Linked DNA regions of Sus scrofa: region 1 is linked to region 2. The links are chromatin contacts, called in public HiChIP or PLAC-seq maps. All regions are on one chromosome and are shown on one strand. Each heading gives the region's core, a stretch centred on a gene start, on an enhancer-like site or on the middle of the called end of the contact. The rest is flanking DNA. Distances are from core to core; before and after follow the strand shown. Region 1 holds the start of PARP3 (poly [ADP-ribose] polymerase 3). Region 2 holds the start of MANF (mesencephalic astrocyte derived neurotrophic factor).

What was found. HiChIP or PLAC-seq counts read pairs in DNA pulled down with a chosen protein or histone mark.
Region 1: an H3K27ac HiChIP or PLAC-seq map of alveolar macrophages shows a contact between it and region 2. The contact joins the promoter of PARP3 here to the promoter of MANF in region 2. A contact is called at or near these places in 1 of 47 Hi-C or Micro-C datasets (liver) and 1 of 2 datasets of contacts at active chromatin or transcription factors (alveolar macrophages).

What each region holds. Positions count from the first base shown.
Region 1 is chr13:34,073,184-34,078,649 of Sscrofa11.1, reverse strand. PARP3 (poly [ADP-ribose] polymerase 3) reads right to left here and starts at 2,156. Exons shown (of 10, transcript XM_013981755.2): 1 at 1,657-2,156; 2 at 1,186-1,311; 3 at 779-967; 4 at 427-559; 5 at 121-347. The coding sequence starts at 1,839. It overlaps RRP9 (U3 small nucleolar RNA-interacting protein 2), which reads left to right and starts at 3,225. Exons shown (of 15, transcript XM_003358455.4): 1 at 3,225-3,394; 2 at 3,621-3,703. The coding sequence starts at 3,308.
Region 2 is chr13:33,655,251-33,660,698 of Sscrofa11.1, reverse strand. MANF (mesencephalic astrocyte derived neurotrophic factor) reads right to left here and starts at 2,420. Exons shown (of 4, transcript NM_001244655.1): 1 at 2,293-2,420; 2 at 1,440-1,567; 3 at 540-681. The coding sequence starts at 2,377. It overlaps DOCK3 (dedicator of cytokinesis protein 3), which reads right to left. Exons shown (of 55, transcript XM_021068838.1): 55 at 3,566-5,448.

The DNA.
Region 1 (5,466 bases), core at 907-3,406, 420 kb before region 2:
TAGCCTTCTCCTCCCCTGTCCTTCAGCCTGCCCAATGCAGTCCATCTATCTGTTCCCCATCTCCCTTGCTCAGTCTGTCTATCTGGTACCCCCACTGCCTGCCCACCTGCCCACCCTCACCAGCAGCATGTCCTTCTTGGCCTGCAGAAGCTCAGGGGAATTGATGGGCGGAGGCCGGTTGCGGCCAAAGTTGTGGGGAATGACGGTGTAGAAGTGGGAGGACAGCTCCTCCAGGCTGAGGCCACTGTGTGCAGGGGCTTTCAGGGCCACCTCCAGCGCCTCCAAGGCCTCAAAGCCCCGGGCAATCTGCTGCTTGCTCAACTTTCCCAAGGGCATCTTCTTCACATCTAGGGGGATGTAGAGATTCAAAACACAGCCCTGCCACCCCTGGGCCCCTGCTACCCTGCCTGGCCCCTCCCCCCTCACCGAGGTTCATGAGGGCCATGGCATTCTTGAACATGTCCTTGCTGAAGATGTTGGTGATGAGCTTCTGTGTGGCTGCATCCAGGGAGCAGGGCTGCACCTGCTGAACCACAGTCCTCACTGGGCCTCCGTCTACCTAGGGGTAGAGGGCACGTGTGGGCAGGAGCGGCTGGGCAGGGCACCCGCACCTGAAGCGTGGCCTGGCATTCGACAGAGACTAGCCAGACTGAGGCCAGAGCTGGGAGGCTTGTGCCTGAGGCTGCATGGCTGGGCAGTGGCAGAGCCCAATCAGCTGGGTCTTGCTGTTTAGCCCCACCCTTGGCCCAGGCCCTCCCTCTCTCCCTGGCCACTTTACCTTCACCACGGCTTCTTGGACCTTGTCCTCTCTCTGTACATCAATAAGTGTGTACTTGCCGGGGTGGGCCACAAAGTATTCCCTCTCTGCCCAGCTGTTCTTAGTCTTGTCCCGAAATTTCTTCTCAAAGTCTTTCTTTGCATCCTCCAGTGACACGAAGTGGCTGAGCTTCGACTGGCCCACCTCTCCCTGCAAGTAACAGCTTTCAGGGGTGTGCCCACCCCAGTGCCCACCGTCAGTATTTGCTGGCCTCTGTTGTGCAAGCCCTGTGGACAACAGAGGTAGGGAGGGGGCAGCTGTGGCCTTTGGGCCTGAGTAAGCTGTAGAGACCCCAGGGGGCAAGGGGTGTGCACTGAGCATGGAGAGGTATGGAGGAGGCAGGCACAGGTTGGGCGGGTGGCACTCACCACACGGCCCCAGCGGTTCCAGCAGATGAAGCGGTCACCCTCTTCCAGCAGCTGGATGATGTAGAACTTGTTGTTGTTACTCCCGATGTTGGTCTGGTTCAGGGTGCAGTCGTAGTCTTCATGCACCTGTGGCCCAAGAGAGTGTTGTGTGTGGGGGTGTCAGGCTGGCTTAGGCCACCCTCGAGTGGGATGGGGTACCTGGCTGCATGCTGACAGAGGTCAGACTACACTGGGGTGTCAGAAGATGTCTTATCTAAGAACATTGCCTTAAGTGTGGTAGCGGGAGGCTTGAGAAGCTCAAGGGCCTGCCCTGGGGTCTGAAGAGTAGACATGACCCATCTAGATCTGATGGGATATAGCCTTTCAGAGCCTTGAGTTACATGGCCAGAACCAAGCAGGAGGGGAGAGGTCTGAATATATTTGTACACAGGAGAGAGGAGGTGCCGGGACTGGCCAGGAACTACAGCTTACCTTGGTCCCGGGGTTGTGGCTGAGTGGGCACAGGGGGTCCACTCGGATGATGCGCTTCTCTGTGGGTGCAGCTCTGAGGGCCTCAGCAGTGGAGCGGAAACTGTCCTCCTCTTCTGCCCCCTGCCTCCCCTTCTTCTTCTCAGGGCCCTCACGTTGCACCCCAGGCTTGCGCTTTGGAGCCATGGCTATTCCGGGACACAGAGAGGGCCCTCAGTCCTCTGTGGCCTTTGCACCCCACCTAGCTGGAATAGCACCAGCTTGCCCCACCCTGAGTTTGCCCTTTGGTGATCTCCCACTGCTTGCCCCCGCCCCCTGTGCCTCAATTTCCCCACTCCCACATCCAACCAAAACTAGCTCTCTGCACCCTAGAAACGCCCCTTTTTCCAGTCACAGAGACCAGGCCAGTCCCGTGACCGGGCTGCCCAGTCTGGTCAAGGAAGAGGAGCTCTCCACCCTCTCTAGCTCTCCCGTGTGTCCTGAGGTGAAAGGAAAGTGAAACAAGAATCTCCCCACTCCAACCTTTGGGCTCCTCCCCCCCCCCAGCACTCTGTTCCTCCCCCCTCTCAGCTAACTTGGGCCTGGCAGGGTTGCTGGGCTGAGTCATCCAGCTATGGAGGAGAGTGGGCAGTGGCTCCTGGGGGCAGCACTCCTGAGGCCAGATCTGTCCCTCCAGAGCTTGGAACGTAGTGGTGCAGAAACCCTCCCAGCAGGCTCAAGAGTTCTGAGGTACCAGTCAGTGCTGGACCACGGCTTCGAACTGCCAGAGAGCAAGAGCCAGTCACATTCAACCTGCCCTGCCCTGCCCTGGGGAAGGCTGTGGGCACGGCCATAGGGCACTCACCTAAGAGAAGCAGGGACCTGGGAAAGGTGGCTGCCACTGGGTGGGTACCTCCCAGACAGTGCTGGTCCCAGCAACCCTCTGTAAGCTTTAGTGAAGCAGAGAAAGAACTTGGGATGAGTAGGATTCCAGCTATTTGGCCCCCGGTCGGGTGAGTCAGAGGCTGGGCAGGACGAGGGCAGCCTGTCCCATGGATGGGTGGACACTTGATCAGACACAGCCAAGGCCCAGGGGTCTGGTGCGCCCTTAGCGCTGCTCATCTGGCCTGAGGCATGCAATATGTCTCCACCGGTTGTCTACGGGCCTTGGGCCCAGGTGCAGTCACTGCTTCGCTCACCCCGGAGCTACCTGTATCCCTCCCCCCCGGTTATTTAGTGCCAGACTGGTTCACTCTGGCACCCGCCCCTGACAGGGAGGAGTCACACTCCAGGAAAAAGAACCCCGTATCTCTGGCGCCCCCTACTGTCCAAGAGGTGCAAACACTGAGAAGGCGTCTGGGTCCGACCACTCCTTAGACGTCAGCCAGCAGCAGGGCGCACGCGCCGTAGCCTTGGGCCGGAAACGCCCAGGAGAGGCTTGCTTCCTACAGGAGCCTGGCGTGGGAGCCTATGGGAGCCCTAGGAGGCTTGGCTATAGGAGTTCATCCAATGGGAGCTTGGAGGCGTGACAGAACCAATCGAAGGACCCAGCGGAGCCGTGGGAGGCGGGGCCCACCGAGCAGTGGTAGCCTATCCGCGTGTGGAGTCTTGCGGACGCCCGGGTTTAGCCGCCACGTGAGTTCCTCGGTGTTAGCTGCAAGGCATAGTGGGCGACATGTCGGCGACCGTGGCGGCTCGAAAGCGGGGAAAGTCAGCCTCAGGAGCCGGGGCTGGTGCGGGGGCCGGCAAGCGGCGGCGAAAGGTGGGCGTGGCGCTTTGGCGGGCGGAGGTCAATCCCGCTACAGGGACCACCATCATCCCATCCTGGGGACCCGGTGGGACTCCACCTGGAGTCAGCTTCGTTCCTCATTCCATGCGCCAGATACTGAAAAGCCTTTCCCAGTGGCTCTCGAGGGACCGTAAGGGCCCTTGGTCAGTGCCAGGGTGGTCGGGACCCCTGACCAAAGAAAGTATTAAATAATTCCTAGGGCGACTCTTCTGGGGACAAGGGCAAGTCCAAGGGTGGCGGCAAGATGAATGAGGAAATATCCAGTGACTCGGAAAATGAAAGGTGAGTTTTTTCCCACCTAGTGGAAAGAAACACTGGCGCCCATGGTGTATGGAAGGAGTACTCAGAAAGTAATGGCAGAGCTGAGTCTAGAACCCAAGACTCTGGCTCTTGTTTCTCTGATCTTGGCTCTTTGTTCCAGTTTCTGACCCTGAGAACTCTCATCTTCCCTGCAGGGTCTCTGTGTGGGGAGGATTTTCAGTCCCAATGAGAGACCAATGAGAGATTCCTGGCTTATGGCAGGGAGCTGAATTCCAGGCAAAGAAAGAGTGATGCAAGAAATGCTTGCTAACTCTTCATTCTGTTCTCCCACAACTTCACAATTACTGAGAGTTTCCCCCTAACTCTCAACATATGCCATGTGCTGGCTTCACTGTTGAGGGAACAGAGATGAGAAGGCAGGTGAAGACAGAATCTGTTGTGAGGGATGTGTATCTTAGAGCTGTGTGTTCTGGGAACAGAGGAGGGGATGTTTAAGATCTGGAGAGATGAGGAGTCGTCCCTCATGGAGAGGTAGGGAAGGCATTCAGGGATCAGAGAAAAGTCTGGGGTTAAGCGGGCCACGTGGGAGCTGAAGAAGATAGAAGGGCAGGTGGTGGCTGAACCCAGAGTGTGGAGAGCTTTGAGTCGCTCCTTTATTCTGCAGGTGACTGGAATGGAGCATGTTGTAGAGTTCAAAGGGAGCTTGCAAAGTGTCAGGCCTGACTCTGTGGAATGGAAACTGTCATACCAGGTAATCTTGGTGCCTTCCTTAAGAGTCAGCTTTAGAAATTCTCCTTCTAAAATTGGGTACATGGGAGTTCCTGTCATGGCTCAGCAGGTTAAGAGCCCAACATAGTCTCCGTGAGGATGCAAGTTTGATCCCTGGCCTCAATCAGTGGGTTAAACATCTGGTATTGCCACAGGCTGTGGCGTAGGTCCCAGATTCAGCTTGGTTTAGTGGCTATGGAGTAGGCCAGCAGCTGCAGCTACAATTTGACCCCTAGCCCAGGAACTTCCATATGCTGCAGCCAGGTGTGGCCCTAAAAAGAAAAAAAAATTGGGTACATGTTGGTCTTAACTTACTTACAGAAGAATTTAGTATACTTTTTGTAGTCCTAATGTTACTGGGATGAGTGTGTGCCCAGCCCTGTGCTAAGCACTTTTAAATATTTTAAAAATGTGTTGTGAAATGTATTAGCTACAGAAGAGTTAATGAAATGTAATTGTACCATAGAGAGTAATGATGAAATGATGAACCTCTGTGCACCCACCAGAGCTATACCTTTTTTTTTTTGTCTTTTTGCCATTTTCTTGGGCCGCTCCCATGACATATGGAGGTTCCCAGGCTAGGGGTCTAATTGGAGCTGTAGCCGCCGGCCTACACCACAGCCACATCAACATGGGATCCGAGCCGTGTCTTTGACCTACACCACAGCTCATGGCAACGCTGGATCCTTAACCCACTGAGCAAGGCCAGGGATCGAACCCGCAACCTCATGGTTCCTAGTCGGATTCGTTAACCCCTGTGCCACAACAGGAACTCCCAGAGCTATACTTTTTGCAGAAACTTAGAAGCCCTAGCTGCCAATCCAGACTAGAATTAATCATCTCTTTGGTTTCCTTTCTTTTTCTTTTTTTTTTTCATTTTCTCATTCAGGTATAATTTATATACAGTAATCTTCACCTTTTTTAGTGTACAGTTCTGTGAGTTGTGACAGACGCATATAGTCAAGTGACTGCCACCACTATAAAGAGTTTACCACCCTCCAAAAATTCTTCTCTGC
Region 2 (5,448 bases), core at 1,171-3,670:
CGGATTCGTTAACCACTGAGCCACCGCGGGAACTCCATAGAAAGAGCCTTTCTTTTCAAAGCAATAAAGATCATTGGCCTGCAGAGCTTGCACCCTGTTAAAGCCAAGCCAGACCACACCCCTTCTCTGCTCAAAAACGAACATTCCCATCTTTCCTCAAACTAAAAGCCAAATTCTGGCAATCTGCAAGGCCCCCTGTGACTTGCCCACCCATGAGTCATGCCACTGGCTGCCTTTACATTGCCTGTTTACTCTGCCTGAAGTGCTCTTCCATTAATTGTGTCCTTAGTAAATCCCTCACCTCCTTCAAAGTTTGCTGAAATGTCACCTCCTCAATGAGGCCTATTCTGACCTCCACCCACCATGATGAATGATCAAATACATGCAACTCCTCACCCCCATTAAGCACAACCTACCATGCCATATATCTCACTCAAAAAGGCTCTAATTTATCATGTGCCTCCCCAAACTAGAAAGTAAACTTCATTAATTTTACTGCAGAGTGGGGTGCAGTGTTAGTTAAATAAGGCCACACTCACCATACTTTAGCTCACAGATCTGGCTGTCCTTCTTCTTGAGCTTCTCACAGATCTTCTCCACAGGGATGTGGTGGGCCAGGGGCTTCGACACCTCATTGATGATCTTGGTGGCTGCATCATCTGTGGCCCCAATGTAGTAGCACTGCAGCAAGAAAGGACAATGGCCTTCAGGAGGTGCCGCTCCAGAGCTGTCTCCTCCAACATACTGATACCCCAAAAAAATCTTTCTCTGCCAGGGCCTCATTTTCCCATGTCCCGCCTGGACTGGCAGTCAGATTCAGCCAGGCTCTTAACACATGCTTAGTCCCAGAGCTGACAAGACACTAGAGGAATTGAAAAGTCACCGGGATTCAAAGCTTTAATTAGAAAAGACAAACCAGAGACTGCCAGGGGAGTCAAAGCTACAAAGGCCATCTCTTCATTAGGGCTTCTGTCCTCGATTCAGCCGTGGCCTACCCTGTGCACACTTTGTTATCTTCTGTCCTCATGCATGCTCAACATAGCTCTGGCCTCTGGGCACTCATACTGGTTGTTCCCTCTGCCTGGGATGCTCTTCCTTTACCTCAATGGTGACCCTTTCTCAGAAGAATTCTTGATTATTGCCTAAATCAGCACCTACCCTCTCTACTGTACCATCCTGGCCCATTTTCTTCATGACACTCATCCCACCGCATCATTTGCCTGTCATTTCTCTCCCCGGATACTCCCAGTGCCCACCACACAGTAGGTGTTTAACCAATACTAAGAGGATAACATCACAACTGCAGAATACAGAAAGCACTTCAGTCTTATCTTAGTTCCCTGACAGAACAGGTGACCTGAACAGGCAGGTGGGCAGGGCCTTTTACTGAAAGGCTTGTGAAAGGAAAGGTTCAACACTGGCCAGGGCCAGCTACTCACCAACCGATTCTCTTTGCCTCTGGCTTCACGGCAGAACTTTGTAAGTTCTTTTTCAATAGAGGCTGGTGAGAATGTGACATCTCTGTCTTTGAGGTCCTGATAAAATCTTCCCAGGTAAGAAATACAAACTGGAAAAGAGAAGGAAGGAAGATGATCAGCAATCATGGAGTTGCACCCCAATCCACCAGGAAGGAACTCCATCCGCAATTTTAATAGGTGACACGGAGAGAGGAGTTCTTCCATCACCGGATTTTCTCAGGTGCCCACAGGTAGAAGGAACCGCGCTCCAGTTGCTAAGTCCCCTGGTACACCTGGAGCATGCAAGGAAAGAGCATCACCCAAAGACCCACAAAAGGGCTCCTCCTCGCTTTTTCCATAAAGTTTATGCAGAGACTGAACACGTGTCCTTGAGATGGACCCACTGTGACCTCGCAATTGGACAATTCGAGGCCCAAGAGAAAAAAAGATCCGAATGCTGCTCATTTCCAAATACAACGCCGAATCCCGAGGTGCGGCTTCGCAACCAGACCAGGCGCGGTGCCTACTGCCCGGCCTCAGGACTCCCGACCCGGGCCAGGGCCGCTCCTGGGCGCCTCTGCCCAGTGATGGGAAAGGACCACAACTCCGGCATTATTTAAATTTCTAGCCAAGTTTTCTGTATGATTTAGTCCCAACTTTTTTCTCATCGAACCAATGTTTTTTAGGCCCAGGAAATGTTTTCTAGGCCCGGCATCGGCCCTCCCGGGGCACCCCCGCCCGTTTCTGCCCCAGCATCCTGGCCGCTCCGTGGTTTGGTTGGAGTCAGCGCCGCCGCCAGGCCGGCCACGGCGCGCGGATCCCGACCCCGCCGCACCTTCACAGTCGCCCGGCCGTAGGGCCCGGCTTGCTGGCAGCACGCTCAGAGCCAGCGCCACTGCCAGCCCGTGAGTGAACCACATTCTCCACCACCCGCCGCCGCCACCGCCGCCGCCCGACTGAACCGCGCCCGCTGCGCGGCGCTGTCTCCAGGTCCCGGCCGCGCGCCGTAGCTCCCTATTGGCGGGCGGCCCCCGCACCCTCCCACACACCGCGCCCCCATTGGTCCACGCGCCTCGGAGCCCAGACGGGCCGCTCCACGCTGCCCTTCTCCATTGGCTGGTGGCGTCGCCCGCCCTCGGCCCTAGACAGTTGTCGGCCGCTGATTGAACCAGGGAGGCCCGCCGGAAGCGGCTGCGTCAGCGGCGGAAGCGGTTCGGACCGCCATCTTGGTTAGGGGCAGCGGCTGTGGCTGAGGCGGAGGGCGGGGGATTAGGGTGGCGTTTGGTTGTTGCCCCGCGCCTGTTGAACTGCCCTACAGATTCGGTGTTCTAGGCCTGGCGCCCGCCCAAAAAACCCTACGGACCTTCCCTCCCGGGCCTCAACTCGTGACGCTGGTCAGGGGTTCTGGGGTCAGACTCAACCCAGCAGGGCGGGGAGGGCGGTCGGCTCGGAAGAGGTTTCTTTTTTCGTAGACGATCACGTGGGCAGGGGAACCAGTCTTCGGGGAGCGCCTGCGAGGCCCACTGACCGCATCCAAATTGTCCTAGCCGCTCAGGCTCCTATCTCCTGGTCCAGGGGTGGCCGGAGCCCGCCTCGGACGGCCGACAGGAGGACCCCGGCCGGGGTAGACGGACTCTGGGCCGTCCTGGAGCTGAGAGAGGCGCCCTGGTCAGGGCTTGTTGCTTGCTTTTGGTCAGGTGCATCCAGTCTCACAGTGGGGAGGCCTGGGGCTTCGGAGGTTTGTCCCCGACGCTGGAGAGTCTCCCCCTTTCCTCACTAGCTCCGGAGCCTTGCCCGAGGAGGCTGGCTCGCCTCCTCCAGCTTCCCAGCCGACCGCTCAGGAGGGGCCCTGGCTGCCGAGGGCGCTTCCTTAGGAGGGTTCTGTGGGTCGGCGGACAAGCAGTGGAGGTGGTTTTCTCTTTGCTTCCTCTATATTTTGGTGCAGGGATGGGCTACCTGTCCTTGAAGGCACGACGTGGGAAAGGTTGTTTCTGTGCTCAGGGCAGAAAAGAGATTTCTATGGGACTAAGTGGGGCTTGGAGCCCAGCGACAAGGGTTGGTGGGGGGCACTTGGGCTGCTCCCATTCAGTGAATTCAGTGGGTCAGTATCAGGTATTCATCTTTAATTCACATCACAGCAGTCAAGGGAGTAGGGGAAGGGGGGAAATCAAGTGGCAGATATTTACATCTAAAATTCACATTACTTGTTAGATTTAGAACATGCTACCACAATATATACAGTAAAATACCTTTTGGGACACTAGCACAAAAAAATTTTTTTTTCTTTTAACTTTGCTTTCTGGTACAGGTTAAGACCATTTTAAAGTCACTTCTTTTAAACATAAATACACAAAAGAAATGGTTAGAAGTTTTCTTATTTTAAATAAGCACAGAATGCCAGAGGTTAAAAACACATTTATAGGGCTGAATACCAATAGGACATCACACTCTATACATTTTTTGCTCAAATTCCTGTACAAATACACAGCATTCAAATAGATATTTACAAATAAGCTTGAAAGAATGAAAGTCAGTATTTCACGATCTTCAAAGGATTCTCATATCTGGCTTCCACTTCCCCTCAGACTGGCTGATTTGGAATATGTCCTTTCTATCCAATTAAGGAAAATAGGGAAAACACAAACCTGGATTTGGAATATATCCTTTCTATCCAATTAAGGAAAATAGACAGGGAAAACACAAACCTGGCTCAACCTACATAAGCCAAGGCCAAACAAAGCCACGCTCTGCTCTCTACCCTCCTATGCCACCAGGTGAAGAAGTGGCTGTTCCTATGTGATGACTGTCTTGTCCAGGGATTGAGGTTCAGAAGTGCCCTAAAATCTAGAGATGCCATCCTACCTAAGAAATTCACAGCTAATCCCAACTGTCACACTTTTGTGAACACTAGATGGTCCAGGCCTGCCAGACTAACCCACTCTGCCTGGAGTCTCCCTTAAAGTATAAGAAAGGATCTACACTGGTGATAGATATCTCCAGACATCCTGAAGGTAATGTGGTCCTCCCCCAGCCCCATCTTTCCTCCTTACTTGCTGGCAAGCTACATTTGTTTACATGTGAAAAACACCCTAACCATAGAGGTCAGATGGGCCAACAAAAGAGGAGCTAGGGGAGAACACACGTGCTCAACTAGGAGAAGGCAGGCTTGCGACCGTCAAAGTCATGAACTCAAGCAAATGAAAGAAATGTTTTGTAGACTTTTTGTTTTTTAAGTAACTTAGAAGCACCCTGGTAAAACACTATTACCACCCTACCCTATCCCCCTAAATAATAAACCAAGAGGAAAATCAGTGTTCTGACCTGAGTTTCCTATAAAGATACCACTGTCTTCTGCCCAAAAGACTGGAGAGGCTTAAGCAACTGCCTTCCTGCCCACCCTGACCCTGAGTGGCAGTCCCCATGGGCCTGGAACTGGGGTCCAGCACTTGGCCACTGGGAGAGAATAATTCAATCTGTGTGGCTCTCCTTCTAAAAGAAGAAGCTCCCTCCCACTCTTTTCACCCTGGAGCTTGCTGAACCTGACCAGGAGTCCTCAGGCCTTCCTTAGAAGCCTGGCTGGGCAGACAACCCCACTGCTTGGAGGTAGTGCTGAAAATCCCTGATGCAGGAGCTGGGTGACAGGCACTCTGGCCACTTCTGAAAACCCCGAGGATTTCTGGCTCCTGCTATACCTCAGCCTCATCCTTATGCCAGCTTGTCTCAACCCGTGGCTGCCCAGGCCCGGGGGAGAAAGGTAGCTATGGTAGTCCCTCTGTCTCCACGCTCCCATTCAAGCCCGAGAAGGCAGGAGATAACCACTGCGGATCCATTCACCAAGGGCACGGGGTGCTGCTGCAGGGCATGGGGTATATTCAGGAGGGGAGCAAATGGTCAGAAATAAAAACGATGGAGGGGAAAGTCCAAGGTAGAGTAGGAGGCAGGGCTGGCCAATGGAAGCCTGGCGGTATGCCCTGGGCATGCAGTTAGGCCA